2 separate regions of the Rattus norvegicus genome follow, and region 2 is linked to region 1. Evidence: chromatin contacts called from public Hi-C data. All regions are on one chromosome and are shown on one strand. Each heading gives the region's core, a stretch centred on a gene start, on an enhancer-like site or on the middle of the called end of the contact. The rest is flanking DNA. Distances are from core to core; before and after follow the strand shown. Region 1 overlaps LOC102549836 (a long non-coding RNA gene). Region 2 overlaps Slc39a11 (solute carrier family 39, member 11).

Region 1 (4,802 bases), core at 945-3,444:
TCCCCTTTGGGGTGGTTCTAGTCCTCTGAGCCTAGCTTTGAGCATCCCCCCTGCTACCTTGAGTTGCTTTTTGAAGTCTATATCCAAAGGCCAAGAAGGCTGGCTGGTGGTGACTGATTTGCTTTTGGATCCGTCAGACCGCCTTTCTGAAGCACCTCCTGTAGCATTGTCTGTTCCCTTCACGGCTGACTTGAGGAACTCGGAGAATGGAGAGTGAGGGCACTAACCCTTTTCTGCATCCAGGGCATCCAGTCTGTTGGACTCTTGGCAGCAAACGGGCTAACGGGAACCAAGGTGGTCTGAGGGGGGTGGTGGTTGCCCTCATGGCTTAGAGACTGGTCTTGTACTTCCTGGCCTGTCTCTTTTTGTGCTTCCCACCCAATGGGACCTCCTCCACCCAGGCTGCTGGGGGCTTAATTAAGTCTGAGGGAGACTGGAACTTGGTGCCGCTCTGTTTTCAGCCAGAAAGGACTTGACTCCCCCAGGCCTTGTTCCTGCCCCTCTAAAGTGGCCAGGGTAGGTGTTTGGGGCAGATGCTGGTAGCACTTTTCCCCATGTTTTATCAGACAAACAGAAGCTGACCCCTCTCTCTCCCAGGTGACTTTTAAGGCTGCTGTATGTGAAAACTGAGGCATGATCCACTCTTACCTCTACCCTCCTCCTCCCCCTCATTCCCATTGCAACCTGAGGACTCTGGGATGAGGCGCCATGTTTGTATTTCACAAAAGGGCACTGAACATCTGGCCCAGGCAGAGGAAGAGGAAACGAGCTTGAGCAAAGTACCATAGCCAGAACCCCAGACTTCCCTGGGGCTCCCAGCCAGAACACAGGGGAGGAACCGTGAGATGACTCTAGGCTGCAACACCGAGACAGACTGCACCAGAACACTGACTCGCAGGCAAGGGAGGCCACTGCGTTCTTAGAGAGGTTCACCAGGGATGGGAGGGGTAATCTTTACTGTTACCCTGACTGGATTCAGAGTCACCTAGGAAACGCACTTGTGGGTGTGTGTCTGTGAGAGTTTTTCCAGAGTTTGAACTGAGGAGGGGAGGTTTGCCCATCCTTTTTGGCGGGGCTCAGGACTGACTCCTAGGGAGACACTGAGTTGACACCAGCATTTATCTCTCCTGCTTCCTGATAACAGACACAGGCAGCCTTCACACTCCCTCTGACAGGACTTCCCCACCACTCTCCCTTAAACCTCGATTCAGTCAACCTCTTCTTCTGTAAGTTGCTTTCCTCACACCACACCAGAGCCCTCAGAGTCATCCCCCTCAGAGCCTCTTCTTGTCCTGCACTTCCTGGCAGGGACTGGGGGATGAGAGTCTTGCAAGAGTGCCTTAGGCAGGTGCCTAAGCGGGAGAGCAGAGTACACACAGGATGGTTGGCCTCCGTGAGGAGACAGGAGATCATGGTATAGAGTTGTGACTGGCCAGGTACGCAAAGGTGGGGAATGTGACCTGGGCAAGTGACCTGCGTGGATTGTTCGTGCAGAGGTGACAACCTGAGACCAGGAGCGGGAGTGGGGTGGAGGGACACGTGGTCGTCTCATGCACTCACTCAGTGGTCTCTCTTCCTGGCTCATGTGTGGGGTTTGCAGAATTGCGGAGTGCAGGGTTTGAGGTCTCCTTTCTTAACCCTTTCTTTCCCATTTGTTACTATCGAGGCACAAGGTGCTTGTGTGTGTGTGTGTGTGTGTGTGTGTGTGTGTGTGTGTGTGTGTGCGTCCACATGTATGTGTAGCCTTGTGGGTATGTGGAGGTCAAAGGGACATGTCAGGTACCCTACCTGCTCTATCCCTCTCCCCCGACTCCTATAAGACAGAATCTCTCACTGGAGCTAGGCTGTGAACCAGCAAGCCCCAGCAATCATCCTGCCTCTGCATCCCCAACCCAAGGATCCCGGCACCGACACACTGACCCCAGGCTCTGTACGAGGGTGCTGGGCTCTGAGCTCAGGTCCTCACGCCTTCGCAGCAAACTCTCGGCCTAGCATCTCCCCAGCTCGCTGACTTCATTTGCGTTTGCATAGTTACTGGTGCTACATGGTCTTTCTCTAGTTTACCATTTGTCCTGACTGGGTCTTTGGTACCTGGTTGGAGGCTGCACAGGCAGCTGTGTGTAAGGGCTATGCATTGACAGTGGGAGAGACAGTGAGAGAGAAAGGGGTTCCTGATGAGGCAGCAGTCACGGCCAGCAGTGTCCAGCCGTGAACCTGGGGCTGTACGGGCATATCTCGGCCGGCCTCCATCTTCTCCTTGCTCTCTGCCTTCCAGCTCTGCGTCTTTTGAGCATTCTGGAACATTCTGGCACAGGGCCATAGCTATAGGGCTGTTTGTTCCTGTAAGTGGATGCGCAGGCTCGGTGTTCCTGGGGACCCTTTCTCTGTCTCTCCGCCCTCTGCTAGTGCCATGCTCCCATCCTGGGCAGTTGGCTTTGGGAGTCCTTCCGGGTGCTGAACCTTGGTCCTCCCTTCACAGCCTCACTCTTCTCTTCGGCCTTCAGAGGGCAGCGTGTTAAGCAAACACCTCCTTCAAAAGAGAAAAGCTGCATTGTCCTCTTCCCAGTTCATGGCCCAGCCTCAAGAGCAACTGCCCTGGCTCATGGAGCTAAGTGGAGCTACAGTGTGTGCGTGTGTGTGCGTGTGTGTGTGTCTGTGTGTCTGTGTGTCTGTGTGTGTGTGGTGTGGTGTGTGTGTTTGTGTGTATGTGGTGTGGTGTGTGTGTGTGGTGTGTGGTGTGTGTGTGCACGTGTGTGTGTGTCTGTGTGTGTGGTGTGGTGTGTGTGTGGTGTGTGGTGTGTGGTGTGTGTGTGCGTGTGTGTGTGTGTGTGTCTGTGTGTGTGTGTGGTGTGGTGTGTGTGTGTGGTGTGTTTAGTGTGTGTGTGTCTGTGTGTGTGTCTGTGTGTGGTGTGTGTGTGGTGTGTGGTGTGTTTGTGTGTGTGTGGTGTGGTGTGTGGTGTGTGTTTGTGTATGTGTGTGTGTGGTGTGTGTGTGTATGTGTGGTGTGTGGTGTGTGTGTGGTGTGTATGTGGTGTGTATGTGTGGTATGTGGTGTGTGTGTGTGGTGTGTATGTGTGGTATGTGGTGTGTGTGTGGTGTGTATGTGTGGTATGTGTGTGGTGTGTGTGTGTGGTATGTGTGGTGTGTGTGGTATGTGTGTGTGGTGTGTGTGTGTGTGGTGTGTGTGGTGTGGTGTTGTGTGTATGTGTGGTGTATGTGTGGTATGTGTGGTGTGTGTGTGTGGTATGTGTGGTGTGTGTGGTATGTGTGTGTGGTGTGTGTGTGGTGTGTGTGTGTGTGGTGTGTGTGGTGTGGTGTTGTGTGTATGTGTGGTGTATGTGTGGTATGTGTGGTGTGTGTGTGTGGTGTGTATATGTGGTGTCTATGTGTGGTATGTGTGTGTGTGGTATGTGTGTGTGGTGTGTTTGTGTGGTGTGTGTGTGGTGTGTGTGTAGTGTGGTGTGGTGTGTATGTGTGGTGTGTGTGTAGTATGTGTGGTGTGTATGTGTGGTGTGTGTATGTGTGGTATGTGTGGTGTGTGTGGTGTGTATGTGTGGTGTATATGTGTGGTGTGTGTGTGTGTGTGTGTGTGTGTGTGCGTGCTTGTGTGTGTATACGACCTTTTAAAGACATAAACAGCAGAAACACATGAGCTGACTCATGCATCCCTAGATAATTCTTTCCTGAGACACCATGAGGCTGGGGGAGAGGGAACACGGTCCTCTCAGCCAGTTGTATTCAGCAGTGTCCAAGGGAGACTCAAGGGAAGCCCATGGAGTTGGATGCAGGCCTCCTTCTCACCTTCTGAGCCCACAGACAAACCCAGACTGTTTTCCCAAGCAGTCCTCTGTAACCAGATCCCAGGTCGTCCTCTTTCCCTCTTACCACCTCCCAGCGCTGCGTCTTAGCCCCTCATTCATCCACAGGCAGGTCCTTTCCATTGCCGGTTCCTCTCTTCCTCATCTTGGGGTTTCCCGGTTACTCAGCCCCCTGTGTGATCAATGCCAGGCAGGCAGTGTCTGTCAGAGCCCAAGGCAAGAGAGATGAGCTTGCCCCCGGGGAGCTGGTCCTGTGTTTGGTTCCACTCTTACATCATTGAGCACCTGGGACATTCATGGTCCTATAGGCTCCAACTTTCCCTTGCTTAAATATCCATTAAAACAAGAAAACACACACACACACACACACACACACACACACACACACACACACACACACACAAACCTGCCTTTACCCCGGGACCTCATGCATGCTCCGCAAGCTCCCCTTTGATTCACTCCGTCCCCAGCATGTTTCAAGAGTTGTTGACCTTACTGTGGTGTGAGAGAAATGCTCTCCATGTAAACCTCACCTTCCGATTAGAATCTGCCTCTTTTCCTGGGTTGGCTGTCCTGTGGCCCCATCCTCAGCCCCCTCCATGATGCTTGGGCAAGGGTAGCCAGCTACAACCCCCTAGCCCACTGTGCTGTGCCCCTAAGTTGGGGTGTGTGGCAAGATGGCTGAATTAAGTATCTTTTCGATGTTAAGTATCTTTTTTGGTTTCCATTGCGTTCAGAGGCTGTAAGTTTGTCATGCATAGAAGGACACCTGCATGTGGCCTTCTGTCTCTCCCGGCTCTCTGAGCTCTCTTATACCATTGGCTTCAAGACAGTTGTTCTGGGGTTGGGGGGGAGGAGTTCCCCTCACAGAAGGAGGCTTCCAGATGCCAGTTACCCTGACTAGTGAGGCCAGAAGCTTTAGGATCAAGAGGAGGGTCCTGGATGCCAGAGGGGCTGCTCTTACCCCAGGGCTTGGGCTCCTTC
Region 2 (4,200 bases), core at 603-3,102, 110 kb before region 1:
AGCCTGGAGCAACCAGGGGAGGGGCAGGCCCACGGGGCCCTGTGGGAGCCAGTGTGCTTTCCCAAGCACTCAGAGTGATGCGACTCCCTGTCTTCTCCATGGCTCCATCCATCTTCCCCCAGCAGCTGATGGGCAGATACCTCAGGGAAGGAAGCTGTTGTCTTCCAGGACGGACCACCGAAGCAGCACCCCATAGGGAGGGTGGTCTGCATCCCCATAGATTTTGCATGGTGAGCTGAGGTAGCTTTGGGACATTAGTGCCCCTTGTGGTACTGAATAAGAGCATGTGTCACCAATGGTCTGTTTACAGTGATTGACTGACCCAAGGCAGAGGTGCGGCCATTCTTTAGCAAGTGAGGGCACGTCAGTTCCGTCGTCCATCAGATTCCAAAACTCACGGAGCTAACATTTCCCGAGCTCCTTCCACATGGAGACCTTGCGTCCTGACGCAGGACACCTCGTATCCTATCTCTGCCTCCCAGCCATTTGTGTGAGAGAAGATGACGTGCTCACTTTGCAGATGTGAAATGTGCGTACGACTGCGCAGGGCAGAAGTGGGTTTTGAACCCAAACAGCCCAACTACAGAGCCTGTGCCTCTAACCACTACCCTTCTTCGCCTCTGCTGTAACCTAAAGGCTTAGAAAGTGTCCCCCGGAGTGGTAGGGAACTGGGGTCAGCTTCAGTAGGGGCAGTGTGCCAACCCCCATTGTGAGTACTCCGGATATCATCTGTAGATGTCCAGGCTCACCTGTCAAGAGCATCTTCTATCTCCCTGGGCATGCTGGGAAACAATCCCAGGCTCACCTGTCAAGAGCATCTTCTATCTCCCTGGGCATGCTGGGAAACAATCGTGTATAAAAATCACATCAGTGGGAAGCAGTCTATGCAGCCAGTCCTACAGGGAGTGGACGTTAATGTCGAGGAAGGCTTCAGTGTCTGTAGGCGCTTGCCACCATGGTGACAACTATAACCCTGAATGGCTCCCCTGCATGGCGGGTAAACGAAGAATACATAGAACGGAGGGAGGAAGAGAAGTCAGATGGAGGAAGGGAGGGATAGAGAAAGGGAGGAAGGGAGTGGGAGGGAAAGAAGGGACACCCCAGAGAGGTGGGACCAAGACGATCTGGTGGCCCCTAAGTCATGAACTGCTTGCCCGGCCCCACCTAGTGGGGCAGGTGGACAGATGGGGGTCACTGAGGAAGACAGAGATACAGAGCAGGCGTCACTTGTCCTAGAAAGTTCCAGAATGGAGGGGGAATAGCGGGGGTGGTGGGGTGGCTGATGTCTTATCTGCCAGCACTGTGGAGATCCTTACATTGCAACAAGTAATTCAGGAACTATAATGGAACCCAACTCCTCTATGAGCAGGGACACTTGCGAGAAAGGCGGTGGGGAGTTGTTGGGGGGATGGAAGGATGAGGAGGTTGGAGAGAGACAATGAGGGAGGAATAGCGACGTTGGACTGTTGCCCTCAATAACCCGGAGAAGTCTCTGCTCCAACAACCCTAAGGAATTCCTGGGGAGACCCTCCCCAGGCTACAATGTGGGCCTCCCTGACCTGGTCCCCTTTAACGTTCTAAACCACTTCCCCTTGCAAAGCCTGAAGGTCGTGTCCTGGTCCATGTCCCATCATGGCCTCATACCGGCTCCCCTTTAACTTTGTCAGTTTTGCTAGGAGGAGGTTAAAATTTGGGAGGCCAGTCCTCCTTACCCGGATCTCCCTCAGTTAAGTTTGAACCAGAGTGCAGAAAAGCAGCCGTGTTCTTCCTAACTCCTTCAGCAACCTTCGGAGCGGGGCCTGTGGGAGAGCCAGGGCTGTCCTGTATTGGAGCTATTAAATTGTCATAAGAAAGAGGCCTTTGTCGCAGGGACACAGCCCTCAGCTCAGTCACAGAGACAGATTGTGCCAGAAAACAAATAACAGAAGAGAGAGAAAAAAAGTTCAACCACAGCATTCTTTGGAACTTGGGTCACCCGCCTCCTGTCTGTTCTTAAAAGACGAATTACCTTTCATCATCCTAATTCCTACAGATAGGGTATTGACTTTTAATTCCATCCAGAACTCAGAGCCCTGTGGAGACCCTTGCCCAGACCATCCACAGGACCCACACCCTGCTCTGCCAGGCATGACCACAGGCCTGCAGGACGGGAGACAGAGGCCCCCTCAGGCCTGGACAAGCACTCAGAAGAACCAAGGCTGCAGCTGAAGGTTTCAGGCAACAGGGGTCAGTCAGCAGGACTAAGTTCTGAACACCTCAACTCACAAATCTGTGTTCAGATCCAGACTAATTTCTGCAGCCCAGGCCCAGAGGCAAAGGGTCTCTAGACCCAGGTGACCAAGGAGCCCCTGATTCCACCCCACCCTGCCCAAAGTCTTCTCAGAATATTTCTCACAAAACCCTTAGCTCCCGTAGCCAGCCTGAGCCACATATCTGTGCTCGAGACTTCCAGGAGAGACTTTAAAGGCTGTGTTGGCAGCCAGGCTGCCTTAGCAGGGGGGCTGCTCTCCTCAAGGAGACTAAGAAGACCTTGGCCACTGGGGAAGGAGGCCCACATCCTGCCTGTGAAAATGAGTGCACTCCTAAGGAGGATTTGGGGTTTGGTGCTGGGCTGGCACTCTGCCTAACTCCACCACATACTCACCCTTTTGTGATAGGAGTTCACCATGCAGCCCAGACTGGCTCCAAACCTGAGATACTCTTGTCTCTATTGCCTAGACTGCTGAGATCGCAGGCTTGTGCCAGCATGCTGTCAAGGAAGATCTTAAAAAACAAAACAAAACCATAACCCAAAAAGACGTGGCTGTGATGATAGCTCAGTCGGCAGAGTCCTTAGGTAGCATGCTCCAAGCCTTGGGTTCGAGTCCCAGCATGCTGTCCACTGGGCATAGCGGTACATGCAAGGTCATCCTAAACTAACAGGATACGTTTGAGGCCATGCTGGAATACATGAGACCCCGCCTCCAGATAAATAAGACCATTAAGAAGATACGTCCATATTAAGAGAGAGCTTGCGGTGTGTATATGGTGGCAGCTGCGGGGGAGGGGAGTATCTTGTCCTTCTCCAAGCCCCAAAGCTTCCCTTCCTGAACACAAAATCTAGGCTCCAGCTCTGACATGGTGTGTAGCATGTCAGGGTTAGGCCCCAGCCTCAGCTGTTCCCAGAAGGAAGGCTAAGAAAGGGGAGCCCAGGAAGCCCCACCGCTGTGCCCTCTGCCCTTCTGTAGGGGCCATGTTCTCCCAGATAGGCATCTTCTGTCTCTGAGTGCAGGGCCTCTGGCCAAAGACCGGGGAAGTCAGCTCAGGTGGATGGCAGTTGTGTCCACAGGAGTGCAGAATCCAGAGCAGAGTGACATTCAAGTGCCTTGATCCAAAGGCAAGAAAATGACATTTTTCTCTCCTCTGTGGTAGTTCTCTCAGCTTGTGATGCTGTGCCTGCATATGTGTACATGGTCGCTTTGACTTCTATTCAGAGTGAAATATACGTGAATGACACTAACTTACACAGTTGTTTTCTGTGATCTACGACCACACTGCTGTACAGCCAACACTGCCACCCATCTCAAGAACTCCCTATCTTGTCCCAAGCTATACCCTGTGCCCATTTGACACCACTCCTCCCTCCTTCCTGGCACCTAGGTTTTCTGCCTTCTCTCTCTACACAGATGACTGCCCTAGAGATGCCTGTGAGTATTTGTCCCTTTGCGTCTGACCCCTGTCACTTAGCATAATCTTCCTGAGGCTCATCCATGAGGTAGCCTGTGCCAGTCTCCTTCCTTTTCAAGGCTGAGTCACGGTCACTCTCACGAATGGACCATATTTTGTTTCTCTATTCACCTGTCAGGGGGCAATCATTTTATCCCCCTTAGCCCTTGTGAGCAACATTGCAAGGGTGTGACATAATGATGTAAACATCTCTCTGAGGCCATGCTTTCAATTCTTCTCCGAGTCTAGGAAAAAGTTGCTAAGGCACTGTGATTTAACCAGTAACTTTAGAGGACTCTGTCAGGGTGTGATATCTTTGCTGTCACCAGGGGCAAAGGGACACAACATAGAAGGAGGAGATTCTCAGAGCTAGAGACTAGGCATGTAGGATGTGTTCACCTCTGAGTGTGACCCCATCTGGCTATAGCCACACACTTATGCATTTTCCGGTCATGCCTCTCAGTTGGACTTCCCACCACTGGCCTCGTGACTCCA

Evidence for each region. A called contact is a pair of places that touch in the nucleus more often than the background predicts.
Region 2: a Hi-C map of psoas muscle shows a contact between it and region 1, with 3 times the contacts expected there. The contact joins two enhancer-like sites. A contact is called at or near these places in 10 of 12 Hi-C or Micro-C datasets (the A7r5 cell line, the Rat2 cell line, Schwann cells and 6 more) and 1 of 1 datasets of contacts at active chromatin or transcription factors (oligodendrocytes).

The regions. Positions count from the first base shown.
Region 1 is chr10:98,705,288-98,710,089 of GRCr8, reverse strand. The region is part of intron 1 of LOC102549836 (a long non-coding RNA gene); the gene reads left to right. Among named protein-coding and RNA genes, the nearest start is that of Mir297, 8.1 kb to the left of the region's middle. Within about 2 kb of position 2,194, at least 2 of the 93 cell types and tissues checked have an H3K27ac peak or open chromatin away from gene starts, as enhancers often do.
Region 2 is chr10:98,820,008-98,824,207 of GRCr8, reverse strand. All of the region lies in intron 7 of Slc39a11 (solute carrier family 39, member 11), which reads left to right. Among named protein-coding and RNA genes, the nearest start is that of Mir297, 110 kb to the right of the region's middle. Within about 2 kb of position 1,852, at least 44 of the 93 cell types and tissues checked have an H3K27ac peak or open chromatin away from gene starts, as enhancers often do.